Regions from separate parts of the Mus musculus genome. Here region 2 is linked to region 1. The links are chromatin contacts, called in public HiChIP or PLAC-seq maps. All regions are on one chromosome and are shown on one strand. The core of a region is the stretch at or near the end of the contact, and the rest is flanking DNA. Distances in the headings are between cores, read along the strand shown. Region 1 overlaps Vav3 (vav 3 oncogene). Region 2 holds the start of Ntng1 (netrin G1).

What was found. HiChIP or PLAC-seq counts read pairs in DNA pulled down with a chosen protein or histone mark.
Region 2: a contact with region 1 is called in an H3K4me3 HiChIP or PLAC-seq map of stem cell-derived neural progenitor cells, with 23 read pairs. The contact joins the promoter of Ntng1 here to the enhancer-like site in region 1. A contact is called at or near these places in 2 of 39 promoter capture datasets (the 3T3-L1 cell line and embryonic stem cells), 7 of 115 datasets of contacts at active chromatin or transcription factors (astrocytes, embryonic forebrain, embryonic midbrain and 4 more) and 2 of 9 other capture datasets (adipose tissue and embryonic stem cells).

The regions. Positions count from the first base shown.
Region 1 is chr3:109,566,284-109,570,849 of GRCm38.p6, reverse strand. The region is part of intron 17 of Vav3 (vav 3 oncogene); the gene reads right to left. Among named protein-coding and RNA genes, the nearest start is that of Vav3, 230 kb to the right of the region's middle. Within about 2 kb of position 2,104, at least 47 of the 459 cell types and tissues checked have an H3K27ac peak or open chromatin away from gene starts, as enhancers often do. A contact at or near this core is called in embryonic stem cells and stem cell-derived neural progenitor cells, where this site is marked.
Region 2 is chr3:110,140,806-110,145,957 of GRCm38.p6, reverse strand. Ntng1 (netrin G1) reads left to right here and starts at 2,486. Exons shown (of 8, transcript NM_030699.2): 1 at 2,486-3,058.

The DNA.
Region 1 (4,566 bases), core at 855-3,354:
CTTCTGAATTTTTGGCAGCGACAATAACATTAAACTGGACTGACTCCTTTATAGACATAGACATAATCTTAATTCCCATACATATTAATCCAACAGCTCATTAACTGACAGTAATACAGTGGGAACATGAGAGGAAAATCCACCTACTATACTAGTTCAGATGTATTTCACAGTAAAAGTCTATTCTTGCTGGGAAAATGGAACAACTACCTTCCCTAAGAGGCGTTGGATGGGAAAGTTGATCTCATTTTGAAGCCTCCAGTTCCACCCTTCACTTTCTCTTAGTATCAATCCAAGTCTGCTGTGGCAGGAGCTTGTAATACTAAAAAAATTCTGTATGCATGGGGCAGCAACGACATCTTGGATAATAAGGGCTGGTTATCATCATATCATGTCTTTGGCTGAACTCTGACCTAGGGGAAAAGGTTGCTGGCTGAAAGACAATGAAAAGTCTTTTCTCTCTCTCTCTCTCTCTCTCTCTCTCTCTCTCTCTCTCTCTCTCTCCCTCTCTCTCTCTCTCTCTCTCTCTCTCTCTCTCTCTCTCCTTTTTTTTCTCACAAGGGGACTTTCTTAGGATAATAATTCAATCCTTCAAGTTTCCAAAAGGTTTTAATCCTCAACTTGTCCTTACCCTGCAGCCTTCTTCTCAGGCTCCTATTGATCAAACTATAAAATGTTCTTTCCCTTTCAGGAACTTTCTAGACGATGACTTACGGGCCCTCCAGGGGTTTAAGCCTTGAATTCTTTCATCATGTCCCAACTTGCTTAAGGTACTTCTGAGAAGCAGTGTAACTAAGGTGCTTGGAGCCGTTGCTGAACTCCATCATGCTGAATGGACATATTTGGCTAAAATAAGAATTTTCACTGAGGTTTTAGATTCACATTCCATAATGTGCTTGTTTAAATGCCAAATTCAGTCCTGTCATACTTATCTTTCCCCAATAGAATTAGCTCTCAATTCATGCCTTCTTCCACAATTTGTTGTCTTTTATCTTAAGTTCTATTTAAGACCAAATAAGCCAATGCCCAGTAAGACTGACTGTTGTTCCAAGAGGAGCCACATTAAAGCAGTTACTGATGTTATTATGGAAGGTACCCAGCCATCATGGCTAACATGCTATTGCTATAAAACATACAACAACATTGAACAAAGTTTGAAAGACGGTATATAAGAGTTATGCTCACTGTTCTGATCTTCAATGGTGTTTTGGGAAAGAACAGAAAGCCACACTCCATAAATAATACCTGGTTTGGGGGTGGGGGGGTGATTTCATTTTAAAACTGATAAAAACCAGTTTCCAATTCTCCTTTTTTAAAAAACAATTACTAATGCATCACTAAGCTGACCCTAACTGTCAAATAAAAGGTAAAATAACTATTCTTGCATAAAAAATTGTCTTGATGAATCAAAAAGATGACTCATTTATACAAAAGGTTTAAGTGCCTTCCCACAGAAGCAATGTCACCTCTTGGTAATGAAATCAGAGATCAAGGCTCAGTTTGTTCAATTAACATGATAAAAAGGTCTGGTGGTAGAAGACTGAAATAACATTTTACTCTACAGGTTTCACTGCATCTTAAAATATGCAATGCTATTTATAAAAGAGCCCATTTCAGACATGGATTTATACAGGTTCTAGGCAAGAGCCTCACAGCTTTAAAAGCCAGCAGGATACTAAGGCAACTCCATTTTCACTAGAGCCAGCTACAGCAGCAGCAGGAGCAGCAGCTGACCTAGATAAAGGAGCAATTAAACAGATAAGCAAATGGAGAGCTGCTTTGGCTAAATATTAGAGCAGCTGGGGCTTTCGTTCTTACTGAAGGAAAAGATACATTAAGCCAAAGTTGTGTACATTAAACCAAAGTTGTCTGTTCTAGCAATATTTGCATCCAATGCCACTCTCTTTCTCTCTTTGTTTAATCTGGAAGATGGGGGTGGGGGGAAGCTATACTGATCACTGTCAAGATAGGAAGGGGACAAAGGAGGCTTAGTCATATAGTCTTATGTTACTACCAAGCAAGATTATAAATGAGCCTGAAGTTTGTAGCCTGGGATTAGCCCTTCCCCACGGTGTACTGCGAGAAGGAAACCCCACCCTAGGATTGCATCAGCTTTGCAGTAACTTGCTGAGAGTCTCATATAATGGCACTCAGACCTATTCATTACTATCACTGGGAAGTTTGGCAAAGACTTCAGAGCCTTTGTGAGTGGTGATCATCAAGGCTTCTATGGTGACCAAGCAGGAGTCAAGTTAAGTTCAGTAAAAGAGGTAGAGCAGAATTTCCTGCCTGGCTTTTATTTGTGTCCATGCAAATCCCCAGGCATTAAGATGCAAACTACTCAACCTTCAAATGTGTTTCCAAGTTCCATAGTTTGTCTTACTGGGAAAAAAAATGCATGTTTTTTTTTCTCCTACTTCAGATATACTTAAAGTAATAATCTGTCATGCTCATGTATTAATATGAATAGATTGCTTCATTCAAAAAATGCAGTGCAGCTTTTGCCAAGTAATTATTATTTCCAGGGTGAATGAAGACTCGATAGATTTAAAAGATAATAGAGCATGAAATAGAAAAGGTTTCTAAACCAAGAGAAGACAACGTCTAAACAATGAGGCAGATTTCCACAATCAAAGTGAACAAGCTCTTTTAAAACCTGGTGGTTAATATTTAGCTACATATTGTATTGTTGGAACTGTGTTTGTATCGAAATAGTTCTATCATAGGCCAAGTGATAACTCGATTTTAAATGTCCCACCCTTGGACTTGGTACAAGGGGATAGATTCAAAAGATAAGAAACATATTCCCCACATTTTCCTTCATTTCTACATCAAAGGCTCAGAAAGCCTACAAGAGAAAATAAAGGTAGAGAGACCAATGCTCACTGTGCAGTTAGCCCCACTCTTCCACTACAATCCGGCTTTCCATGGAATCAAGCCGAGGCCATGTGTGTGATTTTCACTCATAGCCGAGATGAAAAATGTCTGTTTTCAGAGCATGTATGTAAAAAGCTGCCATTCTGTCATGCTGGTAGGCACAGAAGGAACTGGACAGCCATATAGTTGGTGGGGGCCCTGCTTTGGAGGAGCAATGAGTTCCCAGTAAACAGTGTGTGTTTCCTGAATTAAACTTTAAAACTACTAGAGACTGAGAGTAGGGGTGGGGGTGGGTACACAGTACAACCCAACCTTGGAAAATAAATGAGCCCTACCCTCTACACTAATTAAATTAAATTCATATGACCACTGGATGATCAAGGTGATATTAATGATTGGCAAGGAAGTAAAACAGGAACTGAGAAAAGGAAGGGCCCATTTGGGATCTGTAAGGAGAAAGGGAATAAGAGGCAGCAATAAGAGATAGAATAAACAAACAAAACAAAACATCCCAACAATAAAACTGACTAGATCAGGAAGTAGATTGATATAAAAGAAGGGGGTTGTTGTTGTCTTCGTTGTTTTGGTTTTTTTGGCACCAGATGTTCTGTGATCTGTTTCTTTTTTTTTTTTCTGCCTCTCATTAACCTATCCCAGGTGTACTGCCTGGTAATCAGTGCTTAGGGCATAAGCCTTTCCTTGCGTAAGCACCCAGAAAAGAATGTAAAAGGTCTACTTAGTTTATTTCATGCTTAAAGTACAACACAGTGATTCACAGAATGAGGGCATTTGTTTGTTTGTTTGTTTGTTTGTTTGTTTGTTTGTTTGTTTTGTTTCATTTGTCAACCATCTTTTCAAGCTTTTATCTCCACAAGCAAGGACCCCAAGTCTGGATAAACTCCCACATCCACCACTTCTAGATTTAAGATGCTAGTGCTCTTCAGGGCTCAGGACCCTCCCTCAGTCATCTATCACTCTAGCAGGTAACCCATCCACATACTAAAAGACCAGGTCTTCCCTTAGGTCAAAACATCAACTGCATATGGTTGATTCTAATTAGAGAGATCAGCCAGATGGCAATTATCATAAATGTGATAAACACTATGATAAAGTTAATTACAAGATGCCAGGAAAACACAGACAACTGATAGACTAAGAAAGGCCAGGCATGCAGAGTACCAGAAAGTCTTCTGAATGAGGTAATATTTCCTTGAGTTTTCAAGAACTGAATAGAACAAGGAAGAAAAGACTAAAAGAGAAAACAAAGAAGATGCATATGACAAAGTAGTTGAAGAACTGTGAATAGACATGAATTAAATGTCAGTTGGGAACGTTAAGGAATGGTCAAAAGAGGAACAGAAAAATGACCAGAACTACACGGGTTGTTAGGGGAAAGCTTGGACAGTGTTCTGTAGGAAGTGGAAAGAAGACAAGTGGGTGATACAATGGATTTTAAAAGTTTTTGAAAGATCAGTTAAGAATATCTATCTAAGGAATAAGAGGAAGCAGAGGAAACAGAGACAGTGAGATTTCCATCTAAATCAATACTGTAGCAGTGGGTTCTAAGCAAAATGGGAGAAAAACAATAAGCGAGTAAAGAGGGAGATGGTGTCATCAGGCTTATAAAAAGTCAGACAGCATGTGTGGCCATAAGGAAAGTGCCTTTGTTCCCGATACTGGAGATTCCTC
Region 2 (5,152 bases), core at 1,237-3,736, 570 kb before region 1:
AATTTGTGCATGCATTAGTTCATGGATACACAGTTTTGGTTTGTCACATCCACCCAAAGTTCTGCTTTGGAAAATCAAGAGAAAATATACCACCGCCGAGAACCATAATTCTCCCCCCTTCTACTCCCATTGCAGGACAGGAGGACGCAAGACTGGAGGAGAACCGAATTGGGGATTTACAAAGCCTCTGCGAAGTCTGATGTGCTTCCCAGAGTTCAGACCTAAGTGTTCAGTTAGTTGTTTTCTGAGTCTCTGCAAAGGTCAGGCACGTGGTTGAGTGAAAACCCAGCTTTGGAAGATCTGTTTCCATGGAAGACATGAAGTCTCTCCAGTAGATCTATGTGGGGCCCATTGTCTGCTTCAAGGAGTAGTGAGATGTCTACAAGTCACAAAAGACTTCTCAACAGAACCCAGAATCCTGGGAATGGGGACATGAATCAGAAAAAAAAAAAAAAAAAAAAAAGGGAGGGGTTAGCTGTAGGGCTAACGTTTCAGAGATCCCAGTATATCTGGGGAGGGCATTCTTCTTTTCTGTATAAATCTGTTTTCATTGTGCTGGAGAAATACTTGCATCAGCTGATGTTGAGACTCAGAACTCACAAAGGGCTCTCCTGGCCTGATTGCAAAGGGCAGTGAGGAGAAGAAAAGCTCATAGCTGTCAGTGGTCCAGGGTCCAGGCCAAGGCAAGTAAGAGGTGAGATGGCCACTGTGGATGCTATATCAGGTCCTTCTGGCAGAGCCTGTCAGTGCTCTGGGACCAGAGAGGGAGGGTGAGTGGGTGGGTGGGTTGGAGAATGGACAGTATTTCCACAGTATCAATATGCTTTGATCTTGGAGGAGACAAGCTAGAGGCAGAGCCAGCAATGGCTGCGGGTTTGCCAGCAGCTTCATCCCCTAAGGGTGAGATTCCATTCTTAAAATTTCAGGGTCAAAGAACAAAGAGAAAGGAACGGAGAGGGGAAAACTCAGGCTCCAGCCCTGGGAAGAACACTGGGAGCATTCCCTGTCTTCTCAGGTGTTGAAGGAAGGCCAAGGTGTTGGACAGGTCCTGGTGGTTGGAATCCCTCTTCCTTTCCAGGCCTCAATTTAGTAGCCTTCTGGCCGCACACCCTCTCTGCCAACATCACTCAATCCCAGCCATTGCTGGAAAATGTCCCTGCCTCTTTTAGTTGCTTGCCTTCACTTTGGGGTATTTAGCTAGTGACCCGATGCTCACAGGTACCCATTTCTGACCCTTTGTTTTACACTGAGTGAACACCTCTACTCCAGTGTCCCTAACACACACACACACACACACACACACACACACACACACACACACACACACACACACACGAGCCCCTTGTCATCTTACCCCCACCAGCCTGAGAAGCATCTTGTCAGTTCCTCCCTCAAATCCTTGAACCACAGAGACAGGTTGCTGTCAAATCCAATCACAATCAGGTGTTAGTCAAGACAGCTCCTTACATGGCTTCTTCTCTTTGCTGTATAGGAAGATCCCAGGTTGGGGAGTGCCATTAAGATGCCTATGTCTTTTCCTCATTACAATGTCCTTTTTCTAATTAACATCTCTCCCTTCCTATGTAAGTCGGATTGGTTTGCAGTTCACATTAGAAAGTAGCTAGGGGGAATCTTAGGAGAGTCTGAGACGTATTAATGGGAGAAGGAAGCCCTGGGGCCAGGTGGCTTTTGTCTGTCATGGGGAAAAACAAGGATGCAGTTGATGCAGAGCTCCTACTTGGACTTCAACTTTTTAAAGTGGGATAGGTTTCACACCACGGAGGTCCGAAGCTCTGGCTCTGCAAACTAATTCCAAGTTAAAAAATACCACCCACCTTGCTCCCAGTTAGGGTGAAGAGGGTGCGCTCCGTTGTGTGCGGGGAGGTAATGCAAGAGCAGAGGGGAGGGGGCAGAAGTAGAGGGTAAAGGGGGAGCCAGTAGCAACCGTGCTTCTGAGTATCAACAAAGATAAGGCTGTGTGTGGTCTTGTCCTAGTAGCTGGAGGTCCCTGCTCAGTGGCAGCGGTGGTGGCCAGAGCAGCAGCAGTAGAAGCAGCGAGCGGGACGGAGTTAGGACCGCTCGGAGCGCCCAGGTCTCGAGGTAGTGTAAGGTTTTTTTGCAATCCTTCCACTCGCTGGCAGTTGCAGAAGATCTGCTTTTTAAGTGAGAAGAACACGCCACCCCTCCGAGGGCTGCGGCTTCCTGGGGCTGTTTCGTCGCTCGTCGCTTTGCGGGCCCCTGGCGCTCACTCTCTAATTCGTCCGCGCCCCTAAGTTTGCCGAGAGCTGGCTGCGGGCTGGGAGCAGGGTCCCGGCCGGGCGCCGCGGGCGGGGGCTGGGTAGCGGCGAACCGCAATCCCGAAGCATCTTGGGGCCATGTATATTTCATCAAACGGACTTTGGGTGCGTCGCGTCTCGCAGCCATCAACGCTATGTTCAGTGACATTTCTGACTTGAGTGGAGGAATGCGCGAAGAAAACCGGGGCGAAATTGCTTCGAGAGGATCTTCTTGGCGCCAAGGCTAATTGTCCTGATTTATGTCGCTTCTGACAAAAAAGAAAAAAAAAAAGACCTAACGTCTTCATCTGAAATAAAATGAAAGCGGTGCCAAGCGGGATAGAGCCGCCTGGCTGCTGGTTCTGATCCCCTGGGATCCAGGGGGGGAAAATCGTTCTGCAGCTTAAAAGAAAAGAAAGGAATAGAAACAGAGAAGAGAGAGAGAGAGAGAGAGAAAAAAAACCCACAGTAAAAGTTTAAGGCGAGAAGTGGTGGCGGCGGCGGCGGCGGCGCGGGGAAGCTGCGAGCGGAGAAGGTTGCCGAGACCTCGGAAGGCGGCGATTTGGTTCCTAATCCCACTGTATTTTTGGAGGGAGAGGCACCTTTCTCATCCTCCCTTCCTCTCCGCCCACCCCTCTCCCTCCCCCTCATCTACCTGTCAAAGTCACTGATCTTTTGCATTTTGGAAGAGGACGTCAACGGGAAGGAATTCCCCCTGTCAGGGTCCCGGCTCCGAGAGGGGGCGACGCGCGACAAGGCTGCCCCAGGGGCAAGAGACCAAGGTAACCCGGGCGGGGGACTCCGGGCGCCGGGTGCTATGGGGTCTGGGGTTGTGGACTCCTCCTTCCCGCCGCCAACAGGGTGCTTGCAGGGCGGGATACCCCGGGGCTACGGTGGCAGCGGCTCAGGTCCACACCCGCCGCGTTCCCATTCCACCCGCGCCCCGTGCGCCGCCAGTGGGTCCCCGGAGCCGCGGTCTCCGCCCCACGCGGGACCAAGCTGGGCAGGGGCGCCGCCCCGCGCCGACGGCTGGCCTCCCGCCCCGTGGAGGGCCAGCGGGGGGCCCGGGTAAGTGCAGCTGGCTCCCCTCTCCTCTAGCGACCCGCGCCTTTCTGGGTGGCTCTTCTCCATCAGTTCCCTCCCTCCTTCTATCCCTCCCTCTGCCAACCCCCGGTGCCCACCGAGGGCGGGAGGGGAGATCCGGGTGGGCGAGGAACTTTGGAAAGCGCCTTAAGGAGGTAGAGCGGAGCCTGTGCGCACTCCAGAACTCGCACCGCTCACACCCACACTACATCCCAGGCTTGCGCCCAGCACCGGGTCGCAGGCTGTTGCATCCTGAGCCTCCATCCACCCACCCGCAACGCGCAGCGCTCTGTCTCCCACACACACCTGACCACACGCATCGCACAAGCTTTGTCTTTTTCTTTTTTTCTTTCTTTTTTTTTTTAATTTAAATTTTCTTTTACCAGTTTTCTCATCTGGGGAAAAAATAAATAAAAACTTGCCTTGTTGCTCGCCCTGTGGAGAGCTTTGAAGTCCCTCTTTTAATCTCCTTTATTGGTGCGAGATTAAAGCGTTACTACCACACATCGGGAAGCTGGGGAGAGAAGAACGTGGAAGGAGGGAAAGACTCAGCATTGGGAAGCTAGTGGGAGCTTTTCCTCCCATACTGATTTCGCATTATCAGTTGATGGATTCGACTAGGGACATGGAGTTTCTCTCTGCTATGGATCTGTGGATATCTATATATAATACAAATAATACCGAATATTATTGGGCTCAAAATAACCAATTAAGTGATTCATAGGAGAGAAACTTAGATTAAAAAAAGAAACTGCGCCCTCTGCTGTTTGTTTTGGTAACCTCATCCAGGGACTTCCTCCACCCCCCTCCCACCTTCTGAAATCCCCTAAGAGTAGCTGTCATTTTACAAGGGCATGGGAGGAAAATCCTTAGTGGGGTGGTGTGTAAGGTGTATTTTAAAGCAACTTTATTTGAAAAAGTGTCAGGTAGAGTTGCTATGCTTGTGCCAGGTGTGGATTTTTAGATACTAGGTCCTCTGGCTGTCTCTTTTGTGCCATTTCCTTGCCTAAGGAGTACCCAAGCAGCCTACCACTCTTCACAGTGGAAAATTCTGAGCGAGACTCAGAATTCCACCAAACATATGGTGAATCTGGCAACCGCTTTGCTCTGGAATTCAGGCCTTGTTTTATGACTGAAAATACTAAAAGTTTTCCTATCTTGACAGGAAAAAAAAATAAAGGAAAGGAAGATGTTTCCCTCAAAATCATTTGTTCAAATATGCATAGTAATTAGGCTTGCTAGAAAGTTTGTGTCGATGTTCGACTAGGGCAAGGATTTTCTGAATTGTGTGGTTCATGAAGAGTAAAGTACCTCTAACCAGCAAGAAGGTCTGCAAGCGTTTGGTACTTTGTCTCTTTGAATGCCCTACCCACCAGCTTTTCTCTTTGGCAGAGGGAAATCGGCTCAGGAATTGTCTAAGACTGTTTTGAAACACAAGAAACTTTTAGGCTTTCACTAAAACCTGGATCCTTGCAAGGGATTCAGGGTACAAAGAAGAAATCCATCAGGCAACTCTCATACCATTCTGTCCCACTTACAAGGGGGATGTTTTTTCTTCTAGATACCCCCCATGACATGAGATGTCTTTCATCACGAAATACCAACATGAGCATTAAGTCTTTCATGTAATTTGCCTTTTAATTTGTAGGTATTTCCTGTAGTTTGTATTTAAGGAGAATCATCATACTTATTTTAAAAGGAACTATTTTATTTGGACATAAAACTGTGTTCCCATTAGAGTTTTGTTTTGTCTGCTTTCACTGGGCATGGGTTCAAATGATTTAGGCTGGTGT